Regions from separate parts of the Gossypium arboreum genome. Here region 1 is linked to region 2. A link is a contact called in public Hi-C data. All regions are on one chromosome and are shown on one strand. The core of a region is the stretch at or near the end of the contact, and the rest is flanking DNA. Distances in the headings are between cores, read along the strand shown. Region 1 holds the start of LOC108484227 (mitochondrial carrier protein CoAc1-like). Region 2 holds the start of LOC108485989 (glutaredoxin-C6-like).

The links. Hi-C and Micro-C count contacts between places; a contact is called where the count stands out from the background.
Region 1: a Hi-C map of leaf shows a contact between it and region 2, with 8 times the contacts expected there. The contact joins the promoter of LOC108484227 here to the promoter of LOC108485989 in region 2. A contact is called at or near these places in 3 of 5 Hi-C or Micro-C datasets (all in leaf).

What each region holds. Positions count from the first base shown.
Region 1 is chr6:111,304,142-111,306,841 of ASM2569848v2, forward strand. LOC108484227 (mitochondrial carrier protein CoAc1-like) reads right to left here and starts at 1,393. Exons shown (of 7, transcript XM_017787940.2): 1 at 352-1,393. The coding sequence starts at 543.
Region 2 is chr6:111,099,224-111,101,923 of ASM2569848v2, forward strand. It overlaps LOC108485989 (glutaredoxin-C6-like), which reads right to left and starts at 1,373. Exons shown (of 1, transcript XM_017789821.2): 1 at 449-1,373. The coding sequence starts at 1,263. The coding sequence ends at 889.

The sequences.
Region 1 (2,700 bases), core at 143-2,642, 200 kb after region 2:
TTTAAATTTTAACATCCATCGCGGAGCGAGGCAAATCATGCTAATGATTGAGTGGCAGTAGATTTGGCAATAACTATCTTTTACCATCCGTAGTAACATATCATACAACTAACCCTTAACACCATTGTAACCAAAACCCATGTTGCAGGAAAAATCCATCAGCCAAAATCATCACTTGATTCTAAGAGGACTACTCTAAAATTAGAAAGTAACAACTTTACAAAACCTAAAAGCAAGCAAAACATGTAAGTGAGCATTGCAAAATGCTAAAATAAGAAACACCAATTTCGGGTTAGCATCTATGAATGATGTTAATATATACCAGCAACACGGAAATATCAGGTAGCTCACCTGCAAGAGTATTTTAATCCGTTCTAAAGGTGCAATGGTAGTTTTAGCAAAAGCTCCAGCAGCACCACCAGCTATTAGCTCTTTGACATAAACAGGCAAAGAATCAATGAAGGAAACCTCAGCCCGTGCACTTGAACCATCAACAAGCCCCGCCATATTTGTTGTCAATGTGGAGCCTTGAGGAAAACCCATCTCCAAACAATCCAAACCCAATGTCTCAAACCAAATAATATCACCAATATCTTCCACAATTCAACAAATCTGTCAAATTCCAAATTACCCACCTTGAAGCTTGAAGAACTCTTTATCCCATCTATCTATTGGGATACAAAACGAAAACGATTTCTTTTCAAAGGGTAGTAGGAGTTTCAATGGCCTGAGACCATCTAAATCAAAGCCAGACAGGTTCACAAGCCGATCCTTTCCTTCAACAGAAACAAGATACATCCAAAGATACAAAAAAAAAAAAATCAGCTATAAAAATACTTCTCCCATGAGATCCATACGATAAAAAGCTTCAATACCCTCAATCTAGATTTATGAAAAAGTCGCCTTTAAAGCACCCAAAGGCCAAAGCCACCACTTTAACCCTCAATTACTCCTCAAAAGCCAATCACTTCCGATGTGGGATTAATCCAAAGGCGGTTTAGAAAATAAAGAATCCCAGAAATTATAAATATCAGGAAAAAGAGTTAAATCAAAGGAGAAAAAGCATGTAAATATATATTGGGTAAAAACCAGAATCCAAAAACACCAATTCTCCTAGGATGTTTCCTTTTTGGGTTTTTCTATTTCTTCCTCTTTGTTTTCAAAATCTCGAGTTTATTTCTTTTTGAAACTTCAAAGTTCGAAGGGGCTTGTTTTTTATTTTTTGGGGTTGCAACTTGCAACTTTGAATGGGAACAAGTCCTATGTGCTTTGACTGTAAAGTTGCATTAAGGTCGGTGGATCGTCAAACGAATACTGTGGTGTGGTTTGATGGCTTAATTTACGGCTCAATCTCCTAGGAATTAGTAGAAACAGATCAGCCTGATTTTTCGCATACAACAGCAACCATTTTATGCCTTATTTTTATGAAACTAATAATTAATATTATCGCAATTGAAATTTTTAAATATACGAAACAAAATTTTAAAAATATATAAAATAAACTTGGTGAATTTGGATACACGATTGAGTGTGGAGCAATGTAATATATTTAGTCTATTTTTAATTACATTATAATATTATTATAATATTTAATTTTATTATCATCATTATTTTTACACTAATTATAAATAAATAAATCACCCATCCAAATTAATTGAAAAGAATGATTAAGGATGATTTGTAAACTGTGTTAGAAATTAATTCAGAATGAATTTCTATAACAAAAACAATTCTTATTCCTTTTAACTCTTTATTATTAAAAATGTGTTAGGATAATCTCATCTAAATAAATGATTGATATATGAATTCTTTTATATAATTTAATAAATGAATTAATAATCATCTTATTTATACTTTTTTTCTAATTTTCATGTCAATTTTCTATATGAAATTATCTATTTGGTAATTAAATGGTAATTTATTTATTTTACAATAAAAGCCTATCAATCTTGAAAAATAATTTAGAGAATAAAATAATTTTTAAAGGTAATGTAAATAAAAAATTTGAGAAACAATTGATAATAAAGTAGCTTGTTATTCGGACAAAATGAAACCTTTATTTTAACATTTAACATTCACATTTATGTAAATACTACTAAGTAGATATCTCAAATAATAATGAAAAAATATTTTTCTGATGATGAAAACAAAACTAATTAAATAATGTTAAAATATGGTTTTTTCTAATAATTCTTTAGATATTATTTTGAATGAAAATCACTTGCTAATTCATATATTTATAGTTGTAAATATTAGTTTTAATTGGTATATAACTATAACACTAATTAAGTGAGAATTAATCGAAAATAATAAGAGTAATATGGATCAAAGTCTAATTAAATGATAATAATTATTAAATTGATAATGAAAATATTATTAATAAATAAATAAATTTATAAATTACCATTATATCGATATTATCTTCTTATATATATAATTTTAATCTCACACATTTAATTTTTATTAATTATAAAAATGGATTTTAATATTATTAATTGTTACAAAATTATATTTATTTAAATAAAAAACTTTGAATTTTTTTCAATTTATCCAGTTATATTTAATAATTTTATAGATTTATAATTTCATTAATTAATAATATATTATGTAATTTTTAAGTAGAAGTTTTAAAAAATATAACAAACTTAATTAATTTCACATTAATATACCATCATACTAATTAATATTAATTTTATTATT
Region 2 (2,700 bases), core at 123-2,622:
ATTTAACTGTTAAATGTCATAAAATCTTATGTGACATAATTTAAAATGAAAGATTTAAAAAAAATAAATATTGTAAAGACGGCGGGGGAGAGAGATTCTTAGAGGAGAAAAATAAATATTTCAATCTTATGTGACACAAGATCTCAAGTCACATTTAATAATTAAAATAACGATTTTAATAACGAAAAAACTAACGATAATTTGAATATGTAATAAAAATATTTTAAATTTTGAACAATTTTTCCAAAGCAACTGGAATAAATATGTAATATAATTTACAGCTTATTACCTCCTTAATTTCATCTTTCTTGGTTGGTTCTCAAGTTTCATCTAAGCATGATTTTAATATATATATATATATATATATAAGAAAAATTAATTAATTATTAGTGTAATAGAAATTATTTTGGACCATTTAAGTTTTAAATTTTGAGTTGGAATTTTTATTTTTAATTAAAAATAAAAAAATTGTTGTAAAAAAAATCCCAATCCCCCCAAAAGCCATGTAAGAATCTGAATTCTTAAGGGGGGCATTCTAAAAATAGAAAACCCAAATTTCTTTTTTCATCTATAACCTAACGGCAGCAAATATCAATGGCTCTGATTGCTCAATAATTGGCAATGGACCCCCCATTCCCCTCATTGCCCATTGTTTCTAACTCCACAAAGCTCAAATCCCCCAGAACTCTTACTCATTTGACCAGCAAAGCTAATAGGGAGCGAAAAACAAAAACAAGTCTAATTCCTTCTGCAATACTTGAATTTAAGATTTAAACCCAAAGGAAAAGGAAGCAGAAACTAGTTACTTCTCATTTGGAAGTGGCCTGTCCCAATATTTAAAATAAAAAAACTAGTAAAATTGGTTTATATTATTTATGTGTCTATATATTATACCAAGAGAACGCCAACTTCGACAAGCTTTGGGACGAGGTGACCACTAAGGTGGAGAGCGACGGGGGATTCGAGCCCGCCGACGCAGGTTCCGCCAATGAAGACGGCGGGGGAGAGATTCTGAGAGGAGATGAGAGTATCGTGGGACGGTGATCGAGGGAGGGAAGCGAACTCATGGTCATCGAGTTCGATGACAGTGGGGTGAACCCCGATGGTGACCAACAGCTTTTTCATGACGTGACACATGCAACAAAACGACCTGCTGAAGATGATGAGGGGGTGCTCCGATATCAGCCTCCTGATCCGAGTCTCCGCCGTCTCCTCCTCATCTATGGAAAGGCCGCTGCCGCCGCCTGCGGTGGGGCTACTCATAGTGGTGGATGAAAAGAGAAAGAAGGGTATGATGGTGGGAGTGGATCAAAAGCTTTGCATCCCCAAAAAACAACAGAGGGAGCTTTATTGTGATTATGGTAATGTCGAGTGGCAACAATTTGTTAAATATAAAAACAAGAAAGCTTTTGGGTTTGGGTTGGGGGCAATGCTTGCTTACATCATAAAGTACTGTCTTATATACCATCTCTTTTATGTTGTGGGATCTTGGGTTCTTTTTTTTTTTTTTTTTTGGGCGTGGAGAATTTGGGATTTCTCAAATAAATAATAAAAGCTTTAAAATTTTATTTTCTCTTTCTACTTTGTTTAGTTTAGTAATCTTTGTTAAATGTGATATTAATTAATCAAAAATTATATATGATGTGCTGACAATAATTAGATTTACAATATTATTAATGGATTATGTGAAAGTTAATAGATTTAATTAAGGGTTAAAACTTTTAATATTGAAGTTGCATTTTATTATCGAAATGTAAGATTATTTATATCCACATAATTATAAAAATATAAAATTTATTATAAAATAAAGAGAGATTGAGAGAATAAAGACCAAATAAAATATGAAAGCAATAGAGAATGCACTTTATTGATCAAAACGGATGATTACAATGCTTCATCAGCCTCTCTATTTATAGGCATAAGAAGTATAAAAGAAGTAGAGATCTAATTCTAATGACTACTAGAATTTAAAATACATCAAAACTTTATCTTCATCATGATGGACATTCACTTAATAACATATTCATAACACTCCCCCTTGGATGTCCATTAGTAGATAATGTGCCTCATTAAAACCTTATTAGGAAAAACCCTGTGAGATAAAAACCTTCTATTACAAGCTGCCTTGTTAAAAACCTTTACCAAGAAAACTCAATGGGATAAAACCTTGATTAAAGGAAAAGAGTACAACTTGTTTTTAGACTCCCCCGGATGGCAACATTACATTACATCTTTGACTCGATAGATTCCAATCTTGTTAGTAGTCTTTCAAATGTTGAAGTTGGCAATGCCTTAGTAAAAAGATCTGCTAAATTATTACTAGAACGAATTTGTTGAACATTTATATCACCTCTTTTCTCAAGATCATGGGTGAATAATAATTTTGGTGAAATATGTTTCGTTCTATCACCTTTGATGTAACCACCATTCAATTGAGCTATACAAGCTGCATTATCTTCATATAAGATAGTTGACATCTTTTCTTGTAAAGGCAAATTGCATATTTTCTAGATATGTTGGGTCAATAACCTTAGCCAAATACACTCTCGACTTGTGCCTCACGCATTGCAATTATTTCTGCATGATTTGAAGAAGTAGCAACTAATGTTTGCTTTGTTGAATGCCATGATATGGTAGTATCCCCACATGTAAATAAATATCCTGTTTGAGATCAACCTTTATGTGGATCTGATAAGTATC